Regions from separate parts of the Danio rerio genome. Here region 2 is linked to region 1. A link is a contact called in public Micro-C data. All regions are on one chromosome and are shown on one strand. The core of a region is the stretch at or near the end of the contact, and the rest is flanking DNA. Distances in the headings are between cores, read along the strand shown.

Region 1 (5,116 bases), core at 784-3,283:
AAATACTGTCACTTGACAGATAGAGGACAATGCAGAAGACATCTGCGAGCAAATTAAGGCAAAATCAGGTGCAGCTTGACTAGCGTAACTTCATTCTGTTATAAATAAGATTGTTTTACCTGTAATAAGTTCATTAAAATGTAAATTAATTATTATTAGTATTAGTTAAGTATAAAGCAATGTTTTCTAGTTATTTTTAAATATTATTAAGTAAATAAGGAAGTACCCATGCCACCTAAATTTACCTTTGGCCCATTAGCCTCAATCTAGTTTTGCTTTTGGCCCTTCATAAGAAAACCTTTGGCCACCCCTGATCTAAAGTATAAAAAAGAAAGAGATTTGCATAAAATTGCCACCAGATGGCAGTATGATCACGCTTTTTGTTCTGTACTTCAACTCAATTTTGTTCTCAATGTCCTAATACTGTAATATATTTATAATGGTTTTAGTTATTTGTAATATTCGTTATCATTTTTTGAATCAAAATAGTTACAAAAATAAAACAATAAACAGCAAAAAAAAAAAATAATAATAATTCTTATGGTTTGGCCACATTTTACATTTTTAAAACAGTATTTTTTATATATTATATTATATTGTATTATATTATATTATATTATATTATATTATATTATATTATATTATATTATATTATATTATATCATTCACTTGTTTATTTGAATAGACAAAATGTTGCAATGCAATGTATTTCCTCAGGGGTTTCTTAGCCTAAACCTGTGTAATTTTTTTATTTAATCTGTTTAATCTATTTATATAATTTTTAAAAAATCACAATAGTTACAAAAATACAATACAAAACAGCAAAAATATATGCAATTTTTTTCATTTTTTGACAACATTTAACATTTTTATAACATTATTTTATAACAACAAAAATGTATTATATTATATTATATTATATTATATTATATTATATTATATTATTCGCTTGTTTATTTGAATAGACAAAATGTTGCAATGCAATGTATTTCCTTTGGGATTTCTTAGCCTAAACCTGCATTATTTATTTCTTTATTTAATCTGTTTATTTTATTTAATCTATTAATTTGTTATATGTTTTTGCATTTGTCTTTGCAATCCTTTCCATTTATTTTATTTTTTTATTCTTTATTGCCTAACAACAACAATAGCAGGCAAAAGTACAAAGTAAGAGAAATAAAGTACGCTGAAAAAAATTATTCAAAGATGATTCCTTGAAGTTACTACCAAAAAATGTAAGGTAAGTGGTTGTAAACAATTTATTTGAGCTGAATTTAAACAAACATATCAAGTTGAACATTACTCAATATAATTTGTTTAAATTCAACCCAAATAAATAGTTTGCAACAATTATGCTGAAATACTATTTTCCTGTCTACTTCTGTTTTTTTTAATTATTTTTATTTACTTTAACATCAAAGGAACAAACAAATAGAAACGAGAATACAAAAAAAAAAAAAACACATGATGGAATAATAAAATTACAATAATTTCACATAAGAAAATAATTACAAAATTGCTACATCCTTAAAGCTTTTTAATTTTTAAGATCCTTTAGGTTTTCAAAATAATGCTTAAACAAACAAAAAAAATGTTAGGTTCATCGTTGGATAGTTTTGTTTGTGTACATGTTATTTCCTCTACATAATCATTGAAGTAATAAAGTTTGGCTCTAAAGTCGTATAATTATAAAAATCGAAACAAATTACAAAAAAGAAATATTTTTTTATTTTGTAAGTTTAAATATTAGATATTCAACATCAACATTTAAATAAATGTGGATTAAAAACAAGTGTTTTACAGGTTCTTTCTCTAATTCACAAAATGTTTGTTAAATCTCAACGCTCACCAATCCAGTTGGCTGAATGGTTCTAGTGATAACAGCGAGCAACAATGTGATTGGCTTAGCTCACCACAGCCCCTGTTGCGGAAGTCATCAAAACGTGTTTATTGGTTACTCGCAGTGTCAGTTTTCAGAGGGCTCGTCCACTATTGGGTGGATCTTAAAAAAGGGGGGCAGGGTTCCGGTCGAAGTTTTGCTGCATATCGGAAACAATAAGTGGGAGTGCAGACCAGTGGAATACCAATAGATGGGATGAAAACACCAGTGTAAAGTAAGACAACTGGTAAACTAAATTCATCTTTATTTCTTCGTTCAGCAGCTATTCAGTCGCAGTCGTGCCTTCAAGTTATTTATGTGTGTTAAATACCGCGTTATAAGCTTATCTGGAAGTTGTGTTGTGCAGTTTGGAGCAGCACGCACATGGCACGAGTTTGCTTGACAAGTTAAATTGGCTTGTCAGGTTACTGTGCCATATGTTTGCTTAGTGAAACCATCTTTTTTTAGGCTGTGACGGGAGATTTTAAGCGATGCAGGTCACCTTGGCCACGGTGGGCATGAGAGGGTGCCAGTGGTCCTGATGCTGTGAAGGAGCCACTGTTATGTAACATGAATCATCATGACAGAGTATGATGGCGCCTTTATTCTTTTATTTAATTTGTCATTAGGATTGTTGGTACACTGTGACGACTGTTATTATATTTTTATACGTCTTTATACTTTTAAAAACTTTTATTGTTGTAATTTTCTTTCTTTCTGTAAATAATGTCAAGCTATGTGTTTTTTTTTATTCTGCACATATCTTACGGCCCATTTTTGTTGACACTGTTTGGTGATTTACAGATTGAGGTGAAGTTGGTTTTATATTCACACATTTGTTTATTTTAACAGTCCCTATATTGTTTGCTATGCTAATTTGAAAATTCACTCTAAAATTGCCTGTAAGCATGACTTTAAAACAACATTAGCACTATTTAATTGACTGTGAACATTTTTGTACTTAGATAGTCATTGGCCGATAATATAATTCCCCTATTAAGAATTTGCTAATAATACTTTTCTGAAATTATATCATTAAAGGGTCACCAAACACCAAAACACGTGTTTTTAGATGTTGACAGTCATATATATGTTCCACGTTGCTAAAAACACTATTAGGACACATATATTTCTCAAAAAAGTGAAAATTGTTTAGAGTAAACTCGTTCTTCTGGTTTAAAAAGAAATTTCGAAGCAAGGTCCCGGCGATGTGATCATTGTGTAAATTCCAGTGTGGAGATTAAATGCCTGTACCTGCCGGTACAAAGTGACATCACTGAGTTTTCAGCACATCCGTTCATTAATACATGAGAAAGACTTGGTTCGACTTCGAATCAATCAGCGCGCTCTATTGAATTGGTGAACGAGATGCAACTTCGTTAAAATGCATGATATAGCTTTAAAGACTCTTTTTACCTGTTACAGTGGTCAGAGAGACACCACGTTGTAGTAGAAGTAGAGATACTTTTCGAATCTCGTCTTTTTTTTTTTTTTTTTTAAACAAAACCATCATTGATCATTGTGATCAATGTTCTGTTAATGTTTATTTAGAGGCAAAGTTAGTTAGTATTGTCAGCAGTACTCTTTAAAAAAAAACTTTCAGTTTTTAAAGACCTACCTTAGTTAAAGTGTAGTCACCAAGTTTACAGTAATGTCTCTACAATATAATGGACTGAAAATCTTCCACTTCCACATAGCTCTCTGATCCGCTGTAAATGCTGCTCTCTGTATCACTGTCCATCTCCCCTGCATCTAGGCATGGGACGATAACCATGTTCAAGGTATACCGTGGTTGGGAAATTTCAAGGTTTTAAAACCATCAAAATTTTCTGCTATACCGTTCCTAAGGTATGTGTAAGATTTTTTTTAATTTGCTTTTTTTTTTTTTTTTTTTTTTTTGCCGCCGTGAAAATCAGCTGTAGCGCACTTAATGAAACTCAAAGCTGGACTCACCCACTTATCAGAGTTTTTTAAACTAGAGGTGTATTTCATTTTCATATCCCTTTAAGGAGAATGTCTGAATGTGCGTATACAAAACCAACTTTACCTCAGAGTTTTACAGCATTAATATGCAAGTACAATTGTGTATGAATGTGGTAAAAAAGGTGTTTTAAAGACTTGTGATATTGTTATCAGACATTTCACCAATTACACAGTTAGTCTGGTTTAATTTAACTTTTTATTTAAAACTTTTAATGTTCAGTTTTGTACTTTTTTTGCATTAATGGTTTGTTAATTCAACTTATGCTTAATTCTATTTTAATTATTATTTTGGTTTGTGAAAGGACACTGTAAACACATTCTGGTTGCCTTATTTTTAAGTTAAATCAAATTTACCTTATGATTCCATTGAACTTATATGATGTTAAACTGACAGCTTGCAGAACTTATAAAATAACTTACAACATAATTTAGTTTAAGTTGCAACAAACTAAAAACAAATGTTGGCAGGACTAATTGGTCATCAAATTTTTTACAGTGTATTGATATTTTTAAAATAATAACCATCTATAATATATTTGTTGCAAGCATACACATTTAATACGTTTTAAATAGTTGTTTTTAGCTTGTGTTAAATTGTAACTTTCTTCCCTTTAAAGCAAATATGAAAATAATGCAAAACTCAAATAGTCATTGATCAGATATTTTATTGTAGAAAGAAGTTTTTAAAAATGTTGCTACATCAATTATATAACAAATAGCCATTATTAATGAACATATTATTCAGTTGTAATGGGTTCATTCAGACATAAATATCTATGCTGCTATCTTTTTACATTCATAAATAACTAAATTCCAGGTTCTGCTGTGGGTCTCTTGAGATGTATTTTATGATGCATAACCCTTATTGATCCATCTTCCTCTCACATCAGCATTTTTTGCAGATGGATTGAAGAAAGTCTGAATAGATTTCAACACACAGGTTATAAGTACACAGTTTATGAATGACAAGCTGGCTGCTTCACATTATGCGTGTTCAGTGACAAAACAAAGTGGAGCAAACAGAACATCATTTCACATTTGAGAATTAACATGCTTAAATTAATACAAACTAGTCAGATTTCTTTAGTGTGTCTTTTTTTTTTCATCACACTTTCATCAGATTTAACTTGCAGCTCAGGTTTCACGGAATGTTCTGGGTTCAACACCAGTTCAGATTAATCAGAAGCAAAAATGTACAGATTGCAACTTTGATACGACCATTATAATGTTTGCTCTGTATAATAAAAATGTTAT
Region 2 (5,116 bases), core at 1,042-3,541, 290 kb after region 1:
TCATTTCAAGAATGCATTCAAACACTTAGCTGTTTTTAAATACTATTGTTGAAAAGTATTTCTCCTATTTATCAATAAGACCCACACCTGTATTCTGTTCTATGAATGTAGTTTCCGGATATTTACTGGAAATGCAAATATCTTGTAGATCTTCTTGACATTTACAAGCATGTATGTGCTTAAGTGTTAAGCATACTCACGTGGAGAGCACTTCAGAGGGCAGATCGGTGATATAGGTGGGTATTTTATTGCCAGTGAGAAACTGGGCCACCTCATTAGTGAACGTGTTACAGTTGTGTTCAAACAATCTATACTTGTCACCACTGCAGAGAAACAGGGAAACAAGGACTTACAAAAATCTGTTTGTAATGTATTATTTGCATGTGTAAGAAACTAAACTTGAAGAAATTATAATATTTTAAATAAAATTATCAAAGTACCAAACACGCACTAACCTATACGTTGTCTCTCCAAGTGAGGATAGATAATCCATAAAGATCTCTTCCGTCACTTCTGTATTTCCCAACTCCACCACTGTATCTGGAGGTCCAAGCATCGTCCCTCCCTAAAACACAGACAGACACACTCTGGTACATACTGTCCTTGGACTTGCCCTAGAACAAAAGCACCTCTTAAAGGGATAGTTCATTTTTTCATCTATTATTTACTCTTTACTTGCTTTAAACATTTATAATGTTCAATCTCATGTTAAACACACAAGATATTTTAAAAAAAGCTAGATACCTGTAACCATTTACTTCTATATTTGCATTTCCAATGGAAGTCAGTGGTTACTGGATTCAGCATACTTCACAATATCTTCTTTTGTGTTCAACAAAATAAATAAACTTATAAACGTTTGGAACCACCTGAGAGTGAGTAAATAGTAATTTTAATGGTCAACTACGCCTTTAAGAACACTTTTATTGCAATGTCTTTTAATCTTAAGCTCTTATCCAAAAATAAATGGGCAAGTATAAGTGTTAAGATGTGCTGTCCAAAGCTCCACGTGATGAACATGTAAATTAAGGGATTGCAGCACATTATATAGTACATTGAGTATATTTAGGTTAACATTTTTTAAGTGCTTGTCTTATCTTCTGTACTAAATATATTATTGCAATGCGTTGTGATCTTACCGGTGGGCAACTAGAGATCCCAGCACCACCATAGAAGAATTCCTCACCATAGATCACTATAGACGTGTGCCTGTGTTTACATAATCATACAGGAAAAGCTTGCGGTTACATAACTAGATATTATATATTATACTTGATGCATAAAGGGTTGTAATAATAACATTTTACAGACAGGTAATTCACAAACTTACCAAATCCCATCAAGCTGCTTTCCTGAAAGAGAAAATAAGATTAAAATCCAAATATTGATGTTGGATTAAATTAGATATTTCTTTCATAAGTTATCATTTTGTTATATTCATATTATCAAAATACAATATCAGGACTGTTGTGATCTGAACCACTTAAGGAGTTAAAGTACTTTTACTCTGTTGAACATTCATGAGGGCTAAACTAGTGGGCTAGCACGTGACGCGTCTCATTACAATGAAGAACATCGTGTTCTTGGGCAGTTTGTTTTCTTACAAATAATTATATGTAGCTAAATGGGCATGACTTGTTGCGAATACAGCTCTAAAGGCTGTTTGATTAGCAATAAATGTTGATAAAATGTTCTAAACAAGTCAGTTGTACTGAAACAGTAAACGAATTTATAAATCCTAGTACGCTGAGGCGTCTCTTAAATATTCATGATGACACCCTTTCCTATTGGACCACAACAACGCGACGTCATATTACCTCATTAATAATCAAGAAATATATTCGCCGTTGGACAGTTGCAAATCGTCTTTGGATTTACCCAATTAATATTCATAAGTCTGGAATTTTCATTGGAAGGTTTACCAGGGAGCGACACTACCATGGTATCCATACAAATAAGCTAGCGCTTCTTCGAGAATTGCAAATCTAACTTAGCGGCCCTCGCCAGTGTAACGGAAAGTAAAGACGATCTGCTGCACTCACCCAGCATTATCGGGCTGAGCTGCCGTGCCATTCCCCTCGACAGGTCATAAATGAAGAGCTGGACTCCAAACGTCGAGTCGTGTTGCTCCATGTTAAAGTGATGCTGGTGTCTGAATGCGGCTGACTAAACGTTAGCCTTGCCTGCGGTACCTGCAGCTCTCGCGGCCTCAAGATCCTCAAATAATCACGACGGTCTATCAGTGTCAGTTTTAAAATGTCTGAAATATTTTATCTGTGTGGGACGTTCGGACAGTCTACGGCATTAGGAGGGTTTAAGGAAATAAAACACGATAAAGCTACTTTATAAGGATGATCGAAGATGAATAGGCTAGCTGTCCTTCCAAGCCGCCTGTGAAGAAGCAGCGTATTAATTCAACGGCACGACAGCGCCATCTATCGTATGTGCAGACAGTTACTTCACGACACGCTCTTTAGAAACTACATGCCCACGACAAACGATAATGTCATATCAATGGATTCAATCCACACTACAGTTCGCTGGCGCTTCTATCGCCACGTACAGTTCATTAATTTGTCTTCCATCGGTATGTGTTTTAGAAAGCTTTATATTCTAAACTATTATTATTTTTGTATTGATTTGTATGAGTAAGTAATATGATATGTTGAATAATAATACTATATATTGAATATTAATGTAATATGTTGAATTACATTATGATATATTGAATAATATGATGTACTGTTGATATTTAATTTAATTATTAGATATAAATGTCATATTTTTTATCTTTACTACTTATTACTGTTTTTATTATATATTTTTTACTTATTATGTTAACTTTAGAACTGCTTTGGCAATTAATTTGTAACATTTGTCGTGCCAATAAAACAACTATTAAATTGAGAGAGAGATTACAGTGTAAAAAGTGCTGGGTTACAAACAATTCCTTCATGTTGTCTCAACACAAATCGATTAAGTGAACTTAAGTATTTTTGCAAACTGAAATGGATTTAACATAAAACAGTTAAACTGTCCCAAAAAAACCTTAAGAATTGTGTTGTTTCAACTAATTTTAAATAAGTAGTTTAAACAAACAGCAAAAGTAACTTTTACAGTGTATCAAAAGATCAAAAGCCTATAGAAAGAGCTAGCAATTACTATTTTTATCAAATGTTTTTGACTCTAGAAGAAAGATGCATATTTAATTTTCAATTTAAATCCAGAGTTGGAATGAGACACAAATATTGGACATTTATAAATTCACAACGTTTTTCACACTTTATGGAACATTATAACACAATAGAAAATAATCGTCTGTGAAACGGATGTTCTTATAAACCTCAGTAATGTGCAAGATCTCCAGCTAAAACAGAATAGTGATTATAAACTAAGTGGCTTAATGTGTAAAGACAGGGACATTTAATAAACATCAATTTATTAATAATACAATATACTTACCGGCCACTTTATTAGGTACAACTGCTTGTTAATGCAAATTTCTAATCAGCCAATCACATGGCTGCAACTCAATGCATTTAGGCATGTAGACATGGTCTAGACCAGGCGTGTCCAAACTACGGCCCGCGGGCCATCTGCGGCCCGCAATCAATTTTGTGGCGGCCCGCGAGGCTTTTTATAAATATCAAAAGAAACTGGCCCGCTATACAAAAATGAACGTAATTCAATAAATAACCACCGGGTGTCGCTATTACATGCATTCAATTAAGCAGCAGTTCTTGTTATGATCTATCTATCTATCTATCTATCTATCTATCTATCTATCTATCTATCTATCTATCTGTCTGTCTGTCTGTCTGTCTGTCTGTCTGTCTGTCTGTCTGTCTGTCTGTCTGTCTGTCTGTCTGTCTGTCTGTGTCTGTCTGTCTGTCTGTCTGTCTATCTACACACAGTTGAAGTCTGAATTATTAGCCCCTCTTTGATTTATTTCTTCTTTTTTAAATATTTCCCAAATGATGTTTAACAGAGCAAGGACATTTTTACAGTATGTCTGATAATATTTTTTCTTTTGGAGAAAGACTTTTGTTTTATTTCGGCTAGAATAAAAAGCGGTTTAAATTTTTTTATGAACCATTTTAAGGTCAAAATTATTAGCCCCTTAATTCTTCAGAACAAACCATTGTTATAAAATAACTTGCCTAATTACCTTAACTTGACTAGTTAACTTGACTTTAAATGTCACTTTAAGCTGTATAGCAGTGTCTTAAAAATATCTAGTCAAATATTATTTACTGTCATCATAGCAAATATAAAATAAATCAGTTATTAGAAATGAGTTACTAAAACTAATATGTTTAGAAATGTGTGGGGAAAAAAATCTTTTCTCCGTTAAACAGAAATTGGGGAAAAAATAAACGGGGCTAACAATTTAGGGGGGCTAACCATTCTGACTTCAACTGTGTATATATATATATATATATATATATATATATATATATATATATATATATATATATATATATATTTATATATATATATATAAAATATATTATATATATATATATATATATATATATATATATATATATATATATATATATATATATATATATATATATATATATATATATATATTTATTTATTTATATATATGCGTGTCTGTGTGATGTATGTAAAATTTGGCCCGCGACAACATTTGTTTTTTTGCATCTGGCCCTTTGCCCAAAAAGTTTGGACACCCCTGGTCTAGACGATCTGCTGCAGTTCTAACTGAGCATCAGAATAGGGAAGAAAGGTGATTTAAGTGACTTTGAATGTGGCATGGTTGTTGGTGCCAGACAGGCAGGTCTGAGTTTTCAGAAACTGCAGTTTTGTGGTGCAAATGCCTTGTTGAGGTCAGAGGAGAATGACCAGAAAGGTTTGAGCTGATAGAAAGGCAACAGTAACTCAAAGAACCACTCGGTACAACAGAGGTATGCAGAACATCTCTGAACGCACAACACGTCCATCCTTGAAGCAGATGGGCAAAAGCACCAGAAGATCACACTGGGTGTGCCACTGCTGCCAGCTAAGAACAGGAAAGTGAGGCTACAATTCACACTCCAAAATTGAAGTATAAAAGATTAGAAAAACGTTTCCTGGTCTGATGAGTCTC

Evidence for each region. Hi-C and Micro-C count contacts between places; a contact is called where the count stands out from the background.
Region 2: a contact with region 1 is called in a Micro-C map of caudal fin, with 4 times the contacts expected there. The contact joins the promoter of desi1a here to the promoter of mrtfaa in region 1. A contact is called at or near these places in 4 of 18 Hi-C or Micro-C datasets (caudal fin, embryo, hematopoietic stem cells and 1 more) and 2 of 4 datasets of contacts at active chromatin or transcription factors (caudal fin and embryo).

The regions. Positions count from the first base shown.
Region 1 is chr3:23,434,996-23,440,111 of GRCz12tu, forward strand. It overlaps mrtfaa (myocardin related transcription factor Aa), which reads left to right and starts at 2,034. Exons shown (of 19, transcript XM_073944424.1): 1 at 2,034-2,114; 2 at 2,348-2,467.
Region 2 is chr3:23,720,999-23,726,114 of GRCz12tu, forward strand. It overlaps desi1a (desumoylating isopeptidase 1a), which reads right to left and starts at 2,292. Exons shown (of 6, transcript NM_200700.1): 1 at 2,043-2,292; 2 at 1,331-1,352; 3 at 1,140-1,209; 4 at 456-565; 5 at 201-323. The coding sequence starts at 2,133.